Regions from separate parts of the Pan troglodytes genome. Here region 1 is linked to region 2. A link is a contact called in public Hi-C data. All regions are on one chromosome and are shown on one strand. The core of a region is the stretch at or near the end of the contact, and the rest is flanking DNA. Distances in the headings are between cores, read along the strand shown.

Region 1 (7,535 bases), core at 3,231-5,730, 210 kb after region 2:
TAAATTGTACCCAATAGATAATTTCTCATCCCTTGCCCTATCTCTCACCTTTTGGAGTCTCCAGTGTCTATTATTCCACTCTGTATATTCATATATAGACATTGTCTAGCACACACTTTAAGAAAATGTACTGTATTTCACTTTCTGTTTCTGAGTTATTTCACTTAACATAATGGCCTCTAGTTCCATCTATGTTGTTGCAAAAGACATGATGTCATTCTTTTTATGGCTGAGTAGTATTCCACAGTGTGTGTGTGTCTCTCTCTATATATATATGCGTATGCATATAAATATGCATATATATCACATTCAGTATATATATAATATAACATATTCAGTGTGTGTATGTATACACACCACATTTTCTTTATTCAATCATTCATTAATTGACACTTACTTAGGTTGGTTCCATGTCTTTGCTTTTGTGAATAGTGTTGCAATAAAGATATGAGTGCAGGTGTCACTTCATATATTGATTTCTTTTCCTCTGGGTAGATACTCAGTAGTTCTATTTTTAGTTCTTTGAGATATCTCCATTCTGTTTTCTACAGAGGTTGAACTAATTTATATTCCTACCAATAATGTGTAAATGTTCCCTTTTCTCCACATCCTCACCAACATCTGTTGTTTTTAATTTTTAAATAATAGCCATTCTGACTGGTGTAAGACAGTATCTTAATGTGGTTTTAATTTGCATTTCTCTGATGATTAGTGATATTGAACATTTTTTCATATGTTTGTTGCCACTTGTATGTTTTTTTAAAAAAATGTCTGTTTCATGTTCTTTGCCCACTTTTTAGTGGAGTCATTTGAATTTTCTTGTTGTGTTGTTTGAGTTCCTTATAGTTCTGGATATTAGCCAGAATTGTCTAATGAATAGTTTTCAAATATTTTCTTCCATTCTGTAGATTTTCTGTTTATTACTATTTCTTTTGCTGTGCAGAAGCTTTTTAGTTAATGAAGTCCCATTTGTCTATTTTTGTTTCTGTTGTGTTCGCTTTTGAGAACTTTGTCATAAATTCTTTACCTAGGCCAATTGTATTAATCTTACTGAAACTGTTCCAAAAAATCGAGGAGGAGGGAATTCTCCTTATCTGATTCTATGAAGCCAGCATTACCCTGATCCCAAAGCCAGGCAATGATACAACAAAAAAGAAAACCAGAGACCAATATCATGATAAACATAGATGCAAAAATCCTCAACAAAAAACTAGCAAATTGAATCCAACAGTACATCAGAAAGATAATACAGCAAAGTTTTATTCCAGCAATGGAAAGATACTTCAAAATATACAGATCAATAAATGTGATTCACCACATAAATAGAATTAAAAACAAAAGCTGTATGATTATCTCAATAGATGCAGAGAAAGCATTCAATAAAATCCAGTATCTCTGCATGACAAAAATCCCCAAAAAGGAGGCATTGAACAAACATACTTCAAAATAATAAAAGCCATCTATGACAAACTCACATCCAACATCATTCTGAACAGGCAAAATTTGAAATCATTCCCCTAAGAACCAGAACAAGATAGGAATACCTACTTTCACCACTCCTATTCAACCTGGTACTGGAAGTCCCAGCTAGAGCAATCAGGCAAGAGAAAGAAACAGAAAGTATTTAGATTGGAAAAGAGAAATTCAAATTATCTTTATTCATTGATGATATCATCTTATACCTAGAAAACTCTAAAGATTCCTCAAAAAGAATATTGCATTTAATAAATGACTTCAGCAAAGTTTCAGCATACAAAACCAACGTACAAAAATCCATAGCATTTCTATACACCAATAATGATCAAGCTGTGAAAAAAATCAAGAACTCAATCCCATTTACAATAGCTACAAAAAAAAAAAAAAACCCTAGGAATACATTTAAGCAAGGAGATGAAAGATCTCTACAAGGAGAGCTATAAAACACTGATTAAAGAAATCAGAGATGACACAAACAAATGGAAAAACACCCCATGCTCATGAATTGGAAAAGTTAACATCATCAAAAGGACCATACTACCAAAAGTAATCCTCAAATTCAATGCCACTCCTATCAAATTATCAATGTCATTTTTCACAGAATTAGAAACAACCAACCCTAAAAATTTAAATGGAACCAAAAAACAGCCTGAATAGCCAAAACAACCCTAAACAAAAGGAACAAAGCTGGAGGCATCACATTATCTGACTTCAAATTATATTGCAAGGCTATAGTAAACAAAAGAGCATGATACTGGTATACAAATAGATATACAGATCAACAGAACAGAATAGAGAAGTCAGAAATAAAGCCACATGCCTGCAAGCAACTGATCTTTGGCAAAGTTGACAAAAACATACACTGGAGAAAGGACATCCTATTCAATAAACAGTGCTGGGAAAACTGGCAAGCTGTATGTAGAAGAATAAAACTGGAACCCCTATCTCTCACCATATACAAAAATTAACTCAAGATGAATTAAAGACTTAAATGTAAGACATAAAGCTATAAAAATCCTAAAAGGAAGCCTAGCAAAATTAGACTTGAAATACTAAGAGCTGATTTTGAAATACTGAGAGATCCGTTTTATGTTATAAAATACAAAGAAGGAAAAATGTAGCAAAATGATTTTCAAGCCCAAAAGAAAATAACGATTTATCTGGGTGAGTGGTCCATGGACAAGCAGCGTCAGCATCACCTGGAAACTTGTTAGAAACTCAAGTTATCAGGCTCCACCCAGGACCTCCTGAATCACAAACTCTGGCGGTGGAGCTCTGCAATCTATGATTGAAGACATTTTCTGGCCAGGTGCAGAGGCTCACGCCTGTAATCCAGCTATTTATGAGGCTGAGGAAAGGAGTGTTTCAGCCCAGGAGTTTGAGACCAGCCTGGAAAACATAGTGAGACCCCATCTCACAGAAAAAAAAAAAAAAAACACAACAAAAAATACTTTCCAGCACAGCACACTGTAGATTATCAGTTGTTCACCATCGTGATCTCTTGGCCATCTGGGAGCTTTGGCTCACTGGCTGCCCAGAACTAGAAGGGAGTATTGTATCATACAACATATTGTCAGCTTGGGAATATATCACAATTCAAAATTTGAAGTACAGTTTCTACTGAATGCATATTGTTTTCTCACCATTGTAAAATTAAACAATCGTAAGCTGAACCATGGTAAGTCAGAGACCATCTGTAGTTGATTTACCTTGAACGAATAATATTTTGAAAATTGGGGCTTATGAGTTAACTTGTTTTCATTTGTAGAAAAGCAATGGCAGTTTTCTTTTTTTTTTCTGTTCCAGTCTGTAACTGTTCATTTTGAACATGGTACCATTAAATTATGGAAGATTTTTAAGGACGGAAAGGGTCCCATGATTATACTGTTAATATTTTTAACTTGAAAGATATGGCTATGCATTGATTTTAAGAATTTCAATAACTGACATTTGATAGGTATAAACTGTGCTTCAAGTGATTATGCTTGGCCCTTCTCCCTTGCTATGTCATTAATATGCCTGACAACTCTATGGTACATATTATTTTATATATCAGAAAAGTATTTTTAAAATTACCAGAGGTCACATGACAGTAAGATGCAAACACAGATGTTTAATATCAAAACATTATATCTTGAAATCTATGCTATGCAAGAGTGGCAATAATTGATACCTGAAGAATGTAAATAATATTGACTAAATGCTAAATAGAACATCTGACATAAATTATATATATTAGGTAGTCAGTAAATACATGTTAAATGAATGGATAAATACCACTCAATTTATATGTACTCACCTGTGTATTTGATTAAGAACTTTACTCACCCACCTTATCTAAATCACGCTGCCCTTTTCCCTACATCTCTTTATCCTGATTCATATTCCTTCTTCACACTTACCACCACCAGACTTTTATAACTGTTTGTAAACTCACTTGGTATTTGTCTTTCACACTCATGTGCAAGCTCCATGAGAGCAGGGTGGTCTCTCTAGCCTACTGCTGTATCCTTAGTGTGTAGTATGTAGTGGAGGTTTAATAAAAATCTCAATAAAATACTTATAAATGAATGAGCAAGTTTTCTTGCAATTTTCAATAACAAATATTTGTGAATGCATATTCGCCTCCAGCTAATCCCTTTTCCTTCTATTACATAGACATTGAATACTAAGAAAACATTCCATAGTCTTATTCATGGGTCCTAAGGGGACAGTTTCAAAATGTTTACCAGTATATGAATATAGATTCTAACTGTTGAATATCCCCCTCCCCTGCAGACAGCAGACAGTCACACTGATTGTTTTTTGACAGTTTTGAAGCTAATAAAGTGCCACAGCAATGTAAGCTTGCAGAATGGCAGTTGTATGAGTTTCTAGAGAAAGGGGAAAAGTAAAACAGTCAGAGCCAGAGACCAGGTTAAAAGAGAAGAGTGATTGGGGATGGGATCACAATATCACCTCTGCCTTTCAAAGATTTATACTACCCTCTTGTGGTAGAGGTAATCCTGAACTCCACTGAGCCACTGTGGAATCAGCTCGTGGTCCCTCACACCAGCTGCTTATCATGGTTAACCCAGCAGAGCACACCAAGTTCCTAGGCCGGGAGCCAATTGCAACAAAAACACAACTCAGAACAAGAGCACAAAATGAAAGGTTTTAGGACAGCAATTTAACACTCAGCAATTCCCAGGAACCTTTTATTTCAGCAGGCTGGGAAGAATTTTGGTTCTTATTTGTTTTCACCTAGCAAAGACATCTGTTGGCACCCAGAGCTGCAGAAAGTGTCTGCCAAGTCCATGTTAGTCTTGGCCAGTTTTCAAGGATGTGCTGTACAGTACATTAAACATTATCCTACAGGAAAGCAACCTGTGACCACCCAGATCTCTGTACTAAAGACCCAGCCAAAACGTAAAGATTTCTTGATTGGCTGACAGATCATCTTGAGTTGATTTACCACTTCAGCTCTAAGAGCAAATGTAACAGCTGCAAGAAATCTCTGTTTTGCTCACTCAGCTCGCAGAAAACACATTTTAGTTTGAGAACATTTCCTTCCTTCCTTCCTTTTCTTCCTTCCTTCCCTCCTTCTTTTCCTTCCTTCTTCCTTCCTTCCTTCCTCCCTCCCTTCCTTTTTTCCCCTCTCTTCTTTTGTTCATATATATATATATTTTGCTGGCTTTTGCTGAATATGTAAGTGACTCTGTTCTTTCATTATTTTGCTTTAATTTAATCATGTCTTTTCTTGGCTTCTCATCGGCTTTGTTTTATAGTCTGGGTTCCCTCAAACAAGCCAGAAAAGGAAGGGAATTAGAAAAAGGCATAACATTTTTTCAAGTATGCTTGTCTTAGAAATATTTAAAAAGTAATACCATACTTTTAAAATCTCTAAACATAGATTCGGAGGTAAGACATGCTTATCTTAAAAAGTAGTCATTTACTTGCCTTTCTTATGTCGGGTACATGCAAGAAACTAACTTCATTGCAGTATGGAAGCTTTCATTTCCTCAACCATGAATACAGCAAACTATGAAAAGAAGGGAGCATCAGAAAGGAAAAGAAATAGGAAACCAAAGGCTATTGCCACAACAGTGTAAGAAACTGGCCAGAGCTTGAAAGTAAAATAGCCAAACATGGAGGATTTGCCACTTTCTCACTAGCTTCTTTGTCCTATTGGGGAAACAATAAAACATCTTTTCATAAGAATGTTGCCCACATGTGCTAAAAAAAAATATGCTACTAGTCTAAATGAATTTTGTAGGCCCTTGATATCCTATTTTGTATTTTGTATTGAATATTATTTTTAGAGTGCAGAAAGAGCATGTATATGGTCATAGAGCATCAAGACTAAATTCTGAAAGATAATCAGGACCTGAGACAAACAGAATGAGAGGCAGAATGTCTAAAATTGTGAAAATATAACTCGTAAAATGTGTTTTCAAGTTAGAAGAAATATTTCCTCTAAACAAAGTTAAGTTATCCTAACTGGTATTATCATTTCCCGGTGACCACTTTTTAAAGATTTTGTTTTATATAATAATGAAGAAAAATAACACATAGTTTCGGATCCATTTATTTAATAAAAATAACATTGGCAAGTGGGCACAATTAATTTATATTATATGCAAAGTATCTCAGTTTTAATGAATGATTTTATGTAAATGAATAGACAGCCTATTATTTCATATAATGTTATCAATGGATTGGAGTGTTGCTTTGTTAATGCACTTACCTGACCAGGATATTCTAGTATAAGGAAATCTTTCATGATAACCAAAGGTAGAGAACTCATCATTCCTGAATCTAAGGAATAACTAAGTTCTCCAATTACTGTATCAGAGTACTGTCAGAAAAAGAAAAGCTCATTAGTTCAGCATAACTACCTGATTATCTCCACACAGTACAATCTTATTTTTTATGCAAAAAAGGGTTGCATTTGGGAAAAGCATTGTTGCGTAGAAAATGTATTAAAAGAGCTCTGTGATACGTGCCTAATGTTTTTGTATTTTTGAGGAGTTTGGAAGACAGTATTATGCATACAGATGTGCTACAGATCATTAAAGATCAAGAGCTTTCAGATTGTAAAGTCAACAGGCTGATACAAAAATGGAAAGTGACAAGCAGCATCTTATTCAGAATAGGAGCTTTAAGGAGTAGAAGTAAAAGTAATATTCTAATCACTAACCCCACCCATAGAATATTCTGGTTTCCATCCTAGATTACTAAAAATTTAGTGGACACTTTAAAATTTTTATTTATAAAATCATTTATCAAATATGTCCAGAAAGTAATGTTGTATGAGAAAGGGTTCAAGTCTGCATCTGTGTCAATTTGAGAATAGACAATATAAATAAGTCATAAATATGCTTTGATGGACTAATTTAATAACAGGATCTCTAAAAGAATAGAAAATTATGGCATTTATTGAAAATACCAATTACCAAATTTTGACACATTTCTTTTTACATTTGAATGGAACATTTTAAATTTAAAATGTGCATAACAGGGAAATATCTCAAGTTTAAAGATACTTGGTATTTCTTGATTTTAAATAATGTGCCCCACCATTCGAAATGGCTGAGATAAACATTTTGACATGTAGACAACATAAGCAATGTTTACCAAGGAACAAAGAATATCCTGTATACGATATGCTATTCTTAATAATAAGAGAAGTACCTATTGCTAGAAAGCTCTAATGTTCCTAATTAAAGTATATAATTAAAGACTACTGAAAAAAAAAGTAGTATGAATACATTATGAAATGGGCCAGTTGTTCACAGCATCAGAAGCTGGCTACCATTCGTTTGCCAGACTTTTTGACATTAAGCTTAACCCTGCTGTACTTTCTAGACCCAAAATTCTCCCTTGCCAGCAGGGATTTAATTCATGGCCAGATGGTCAGCAACAAGTTGTCATTGCTACCAATCTGGCTGTGACCATACAGGCCAAATCAAGAAATTATGCTTCTGCTTTGTTCGAAGGTACATGTCTGTAATCGCAGATCGGTCCTGGTCCCCTGGGCAAAGGTTCCCACTTAAGTTCCTCACCCTGAACTCCTGCTT
Region 2 (7,556 bases), core at 2,636-5,135:
ATAATGTGGAAACATTTGTGTAGACTGGAGATGAAAAAATAACTTGCTAGATAGGGAAATGATTGACATAACATTTATATGTTGTTTAAATCCTAGTAAGATTCACCTGCAACTTACTTCGAAAATACTTTGCAATCAAATTTTCTTACTGTAATAGAAGAAATAAAATAAAATCCCACAGACAACCATCTAGAAAACCAAAGCTTCATTTAAAGTTTATAACTTATGTATTATTAGTATGAACACTGGTAAAACAGCACCCACTGGTGTAAATTTATTTAAATTAGGAATATATTTTTGACAGCTCCTATGGTTTCTTTAATCCCTTGTTTATCAAGGGCCTACTGGACAATAATGACTGTACTAAAGTCATAATCCTTAAATTATTCAGTGATGCACCTATAGTCTCTCAAAAAATACCTTATACTGATGATAAAGTGCCATTTAAGATGAACTCATAATAATGGTTATTAACACAAGTGCGATACATACTATTAGAATATCAAATATTTAATGAATAAATAAATATTAAATTACATATTTAGGGCATTGGTAAAATATTTTAATGAATTATAATATGTAGTGCTAAAATTTCAGGCACCGTGCCAAATGGCTAAAGTTTTACTATTTAAGATATACAACCTTCCTGAAACAATTGCCAGTTCTCAGTGAATGACTCTTAAAATAATTTGGTGCAAGGAAAAAATTAACTCCCTCTGCAGACCAGTAACAAGCTCTGAAATTGAATCAGTAAAAAATAGCCTACCAAAAAAGGCCTAGGACAAGCAGGATTCATAGCTGAATTCTAGCAGATATATGAAGAAGAGCTGGTCCCTTTTCTATGAAATCTATTCCAAAAAATTGATGAGCAGAGACTACTCCTCAGCTCATCCTATGAGGCCAGCATCATACTGATACCAAAGTCTGGCAGAGACACAACAACAACAACAAAAATTTCATGCCAATATTTTTGATGAACACTGATGCAAAAAATCCTCAACAAAATGCTTGCAAACTGAAACCAGCAGCACATCATGAAGCTAATCCACCACAACTACGTAGACTTTAACCCTTCGATACAGGGTTAGTTTAACATGTGCAAATCAGCAAATGTGATTTATCACATAAAACTAAAGAAAAAATCCACATGATTATTTCAATAGATGCACAAAATGCTTTCAATGAAATTCAACACTGCTTCATGTTAAAAACTCTCAATAAGCTAGTTATTAAAAGAACATACCTCAAAATCATAAGAGCCATCTATGACACACCCACAGCCAACATACTGAAGGACAAAAGCTGGAAGCATTCCCCTTGAAAACCAGCACAAAACAAGGATGCCCTCTCTCACAACTTCTATTCATCATAGTATTAGAAGCCCTGGCCAGAAAAATTAGGCAAGACAGAATACAACAACAATCAGAATAAAATAAAGAGCACCCAAATAGAAAGGGAGGAAGTCAAGCTATCCCAGTTTGCAGATGACATGACCCTATATTTAGAAAATCCTATAGTCTCAGCCCAAAAGGTCCTTAAGCTGATAAACAACTAAAACAAACTCTCAGGATAAAAAATTAACGTGCAAAAATTATTGGCACTCCTATAAACCAACAGTCAAACTGAAGGAATGCAATCCCATTCACAATTGCCACACAAAAAATAAAATACCTCATATATTAGAGTTTTTTAGAGAAAGAGAACTAACATATATACATAGAGAGAGAGTTTATTAAGGAGTATTCAACTCACATGATCACAAGGTCAAACAATAGGTCATCTGCAAGCTGAGGAGCAAGGAAACCAGTCTGAGTCCCAAAGCTGAAGAACTTGAAGTACAATGTTTGAGGGCAGGAAGCATCCAGCACAGGGGAAAATATGTAGCCTGGAAGGCTAAGCCAGTCTAGTTTTTTCACGTTCTTCTGCCTGCTTTATATTCTAGCCTTGCTGGCAGCTGATTATGCCCACCCAGATTAAGGGTGGGTCTGCCTTTCCTAGCCCACTGACTCAAATGTTAATCTCCTTTGGCAACACCCTCACAGACACACCCAGGATCAATACTGTGCATCCTTCAATCCAATTAAGTTGACAGGCAGCATTAATCGTCACAAGTCAACCCCTTGTCAACTTGAACCCATACACATCTCCTGAGATCGGACATAATCTTCAAATAAAGACAATAATAAGGTCAAAATTATGCCTAATGTAATACAACTATCCTTTGTACAAATGGAAATGCACCAATCCCCAAGCCAAATGCTATTACATAGAGTTAATAACACTTAAATGCTGATATGAAGTCAATAAATCTTATGTCACCTGATGAAGGAAAAAGGAAATACAATGAGGTATTTTCTTAGTACAAGTGTATACATGCACAAACATGTTTTTAACAAAAGAAGGAGGAAATACTCATGACAATTACAGTCCCCATTTCTGCATTTGGTCATGTGGTCATAGCTAGTATTGATGACTACCTTCCTCTACTACCCCTTCTGTATTCCCTTTTTCTTCAGCAAGCACCTCAGCAGGTTGTGGGTTTTTTTCCTGGTAGAGTGACCTAAACCTTCATTCTTGAAGGGCCTGGGTCATTTATAGCCCTGCCTGGACTGAGCTGTTGTAGTTCCCCATTGATCTTAACCACAGGGCATGGCAATACTAAGAGACACCCCAAGGGATCTCCTGTATTCCATGAATAGTCTTCCATACCTTTATTGTGGAATCATAGACTGATTTCATCTTGATAGTGTGGTCAATCACCCCAGCCAACACTGTAACTCCCTTCTTTGTTGACTTAAGGGTAGGAGAAGCCCAAAGGGTAAAAGTTATTTTCCTTCAGCACTTTAAACATGTCATGTCACTCTCTACTGACCTGTAAGGTTTCCACTGGAAAGTCTGCTTTTATTTGTTTCTTTCCTCTTGCTGCTTTTAGAATTCTTTCTTTAATCTTGACCTTTGGGAGTTTTATTATTACATGCCTTGAGGTAGTCTTCTTTGGGTTAAATCGGCTTGGTGTTCTATAACCTTCTTGTACTTAGATTTAGATCTTTCTCTTCTTTCCTTTGTCTCCTCTGACTGTATTTTCAAATAGCCTGTCTTTAAGCTCACTAATTCTTCCCTCTCCTTGAGTAATTCTGATATTAAGGGACCCTGCTGTATCCTTCAGTATGTCAACTGCATTTTTCAACTCCAGAATTTATTATTGATTCTTTTTAATTATTTAAGTTTATTTGTTACATTTATCTGATAGGACTTTGAATCACTTCTCTGTGTTATCTTAAATTTCTTTGAGTTTCTTCAAAATAGCCATTTTGAGTTCTCTGTCTGAGAAGTCCCATATCTCTGTCTCTCTGAGATTGGTCCCTGGTGCCTTATTTAGTTCATTTGGTGAGGTCATGTTTTCCTGGATGATCTTGATGCTTGTGGATATTTGTTGATATCCAGGCATTGTAAAGTTAGGTCTGTATTGTAGTCTTCACAGTCTGGGCATGTTTATGCCTGTTGTTGGTATGGCTTTCCAGGTATTGGAAGAGACTTAGATGTTGTGATCTAAGTTTTTGGTCACTGCAGCTGTATCTGCATTAGGGGGCGCCCCAAGCCCAGTAACACTTTGGTTCATGCAGACTTATATAGGTATGGTCTTAATGGTCTTGGACAAGCTCCAGAAGAATACTCTGGATTACCAGGCAAAGACCCTTTTTCCCTTTTCTTACTCTCTCCCAAACAAAAGAGTCTCTCTCTCTCTCTCTTTCTGTCTGCTGAGGTGCCCGGAGCTCTGGGAGGTGTGACACAAGCACCCGTGTGGCTACCACACTTGGAACTGTACTGCATCAGACCTGAAGCCAGAACAGCACTGGGTCTCACCCAAGGCTCACTATAACCAATACCTAGCTACCTCCTAGGAGTGCTTAAGGCCCCAGGGCTCTACCGTCTACGGATGGCAAAGCTAGCTCAACTTGTGTCCTTCCCTTCAGGGCAGTAAGTTCCCTCAGTCCCGGGATGAGATCAAAGATTTCACCCAGGAGCCGGGGCCTGGAGTCAGAAATCTTAGAAATCTACCTTTTTTCCACTTCTGCTGAGATGGCACCCAGAGAAGAACAAGTTTTTCCCACTCTTTCTTCCTCTTGCCTCAGGCAGAGGAGTCTCTTCCCATGTCAACCATTACCGCAGGCCCACAGTGGGTACTGCCAGGCAACCACCAGTGCTCACAGTGTTCACTTAAGGCCCAAGGGCTTCTCAGTCAGCTTATGGTGAATGCTGTCCAGCCTGGAACTCGCCCTTTAGAGCAGTGGGCTCCCCTCTAGCCCAGAGTAGGTCCAGAAATCACATCAAAGAACCAAGGCCTGGAATTTGGGACCCCAAGTGCCCATGTGGCACTCTATCCACGTGGCTGAGCTGGTGCCTAAGCTGCAAAGACAAAGTCACCTTTACTCTTCCCTTTGCTTTTCTCAAGCAAAAGGAATTTTTGCTTATAGCCACCACAGATGTGAATGTGCTGGGTCACCCCTGAAGCCATCACATCTAAGATTCATACCTAAGGCCTATGATATGTACTACCTGGTTACTGCTGCTGATTATTCAGAGTCTGAAGGGAAGGACACAAGTCGAGCTCACTTTGCCATCTGTAGACGGTAGAGCCCTGGGGCCTTAAGCGCTCCTAGGAGGTAGCTAGGTATTGGTTATAGTGAGCCTTGGGTGAGACTCAGTGCTGTGCTGGCTTCAGGTCTGAAGCAGCACAGTTCCAAGTGTGGTAGCCACACGGGTGCTTGTGTCACACCTCCCAGAGCTCCGGGCACCTCAGCAGACAGAGAGAGAGAGAGAGAGAGAGAGAGAGAGAGAGAGAGAGAGAGAGAGAGAGAGAGACTCTTTTGTATGGGAGAGAGTAAGGAAAGGGAAAAAGAGTCTTTGCCTGGTAATCCAGAGTATTCTTCCGGAGCTTAGACTTCAGTCAGCAAGTGATGAATCCTGCCAGGACTGGATTTCCCTTCAAGGCAGTGGGTTCCCTTCTGGCTCAGGGTGTATCTAGAAATGTTGTATAGTAGCTATGGCCTAGAATGGGGGCCTCATGACTCTGCTTGGTGCCCTATCCTACTGTGGCTGAGCTTGTATCCAAGTTGCAAGATAAAGTCCTCTTTACTCTCCCATCTCCTCTCCTCAAGCAAAGGGAAGAGGTCTCTTTCAGAGATGCAAGCAGTGCTGCCTGGTGTTGGCGATGGAGCAGATGGCAAAGCTAGCTAGGCTCATGTCCTTCCCTTATAGGCAGCGAGCACTGATGTAGTCACCCTGGCTTGTGTCTTACTAGACTGTGTGCCTCCCAAGGCCACTGACTTAGAGCCCAGTACAGCAATAGGACTTGCATAAAAATTGCTGTCCTTGTGTCCTAGACTGCTGTTCAAGTTTATTTAGGACCCCAATGCACTTTAGCCCTTGGTGGCAAGGCTTGCTGAAACTCAGGTTCCAGCCACTGGGATGGGCAGTTCTTCTCTGGTTTGTCTAAATGCTCCCTCTGTGGGCATCAGTGGAGCTCTGCTCAGTGTTGGCAGCACTGTGTTCCAATGCAAAGCGCCATAATTGCTGTGCTCTCCCTCCACCAAGTGTACAGATTATCTCTTCAAGACAGGTGACTGCTGCTGAGGAATGGAAGATGGATGGCATCAGCAATTCAAGACTCTTTTACCCAACCTCTTTAGTTCCTCTTTCAGCAATATGAAGTTAAAATCAGATACTGTGATCACTCACCTGCTTTTTTTAATTCCTATGGAGGTGCTTTTTTGTGTAGATAGCTGTTAAATTGGTGTTCCTGTGGGGAGGATGATTGGAGAACTCTTCCATTCAGGTATCTTGCTCTACCTCTCTCTAAGATACATTTTTTTTGTATTCAACATATAATTGGTTTTATTCTTTTCATTCATTTTGACGATGTCTTCATTGGTGTACTTAGACCAGTAATATTTAAGTTGACTAATTATATATTATAATTAATACCTACCATGTTTATAATCTTTCTAAATTTTGCATTTTCTTTGTTTCTCTCCCTTCCATCTATTTCTGTTCTTTCTGGTTTTAATTGATTGTTTTATGTGATTTGATATTAGCTGATGTCTGAGGATACACATTACACTTAGAATGTATTGAATTCCTTTATACATCCCTTGTGATATTGTTGTCAGTCATTTCATTTATCCATGTGTTATAATCACCAAATACATTGTTACTATTATTACATTAAACTAGCAATTATCTTCAAGATAATAAGAAACATATAAGATTTTTTATTCTTAAAAATAAAACTCCATTTATTCCTTCTCTTACACTCTTCCTTTCCTTAGACCCAAGAAAATATCAGTTCCCTTCTGCTCAAATAATTTTGTTTATTATTTCCTGTGGGAGGTATGGCATGGTGGCAATAAATTCCTTCAATTTTTGTTTAGAAAATAAAGAAATCTTTATTATTTATTTTGAAGAATAATTTTGATGCATATATAATTCTAGGTGATTTTTTTTTCTCTTAGCATCACTCTCTTCTTGCTTGAATATTTATGAATAGAAGTGCAATGTAATTCTTCCCCATGCTCCTGCATAGGTAAGATGTATTTTTGTTTGTTAATTTGTTTGTTTCTCTTGTAGCTTCTTTCATGATATTCCTTTTGTCTTCGCTTTTCTCCACAGTTGTTTATTTTTAACATTCTTAGGTTAGTTTGTTTTGCTTGTTTTTGTTTGTTTCTTTGTTATTGTCCTGCTAATTGTTTTCTGAGCTTTGTGGAACTATGGTTTGTTGTTTGTCATTAATTTTGAAAATTTTTCAGCCATTATTTTTCCAAATATATTTTTCTACTTTGTTCTCTCACTTTTTTGCTTTTGCATTCCACTTATGTATATATTATAACTTTGGAAATTGTCCCACAGCTCTGAGATGTTTGTTGTTTTTCATTCTCTTTTCTCTTTGTATTTCATTTTCTGAAGTTTCTATTGTCCCTTCTTTTATGTCACTGTTTCTTTCCTCTGCCATGTCATCTTCTGACAGGTTCATTGAAGACATTCTTTATTTTGGTTATAGTGTTCATTCCAGCATTTCTTTTCGACTCTTTCTTAGAGTTTTTATCTCTCTGCTTATATTATCTATTTTTGCACGTTATCTAGTTTTTCCATTAGTGTCCTTAACATATTAACCATAGTTATTTTAAATGACTTGTATGATAATTTGAATGTCTGTGTCATATATCTGTCTGGTTTTGATGATTGCTTTACCTTTTCAAAATGTGTTTTCCTTGCTTTGAAACATGTCTTATAATGTGGTGGTGTTGAAATCTGCCAATGTTGTGGAATAGGAAAAATAGGACTACAGTGTCAGATCCCATGTTTATCTGGCTAAGAATCAGTCTCTGTTCAAAATTTGGTGGAGCTACTGGTGCTAGAGGCTCCAAATTCTTCTGCTGTCTTTGTTTTTGTCTCACTTTGACTTTGGACTTTGTAAGTACTCCTCTTCCGCGAGTCTATTTCTTGCACAGCATTGTTCACAATGGGTACTCTTTCCTTCCCCAGAAACAGTTAGAGAT

Evidence for each region. Hi-C and Micro-C count contacts between places; a contact is called where the count stands out from the background.
Region 1: a contact with region 2 is called in a Hi-C map of induced pluripotent stem cells, with 2.2 times the contacts expected there. The contact joins two enhancer-like sites. A contact is called at or near these places in 2 of 7 Hi-C or Micro-C datasets (both in induced pluripotent stem cells).

The regions. Positions count from the first base shown.
Region 1 is chr10:81,084,026-81,091,560 of NHGRI_mPanTro3-v2.0_pri, forward strand. It overlaps LOC129136660 (a long non-coding RNA gene), which reads right to left. Exons shown (of 3, transcript XR_008538513.2): 3 at 6,481-7,535. Among named protein-coding and RNA genes, the nearest start is that of ATXN7L3B, 230 kb to the right of the region's middle. Within about 2 kb of position 4,481, at least 7 of the 24 cell types and tissues checked have an H3K27ac peak or open chromatin away from gene starts, as enhancers often do. A contact at or near this core is called in induced pluripotent stem cells, where this site is marked.
Region 2 is chr10:80,873,841-80,881,396 of NHGRI_mPanTro3-v2.0_pri, forward strand. The region is part of intron 6 of LOC134807489 (a long non-coding RNA gene); the gene reads right to left. It overlaps LOC134807490 (a long non-coding RNA gene), which reads left to right. Exons shown (of 4, transcript XR_010148082.1): 2 at 6,513-6,583. Among named protein-coding and RNA genes, the nearest start is that of ATXN7L3B, 440 kb to the right of the region's middle. Within about 2 kb of position 3,886, at least 1 of the 24 cell types and tissues checked has an H3K27ac peak or open chromatin away from gene starts, as enhancers often do. A contact at or near this core is called in induced pluripotent stem cells, where this site is marked.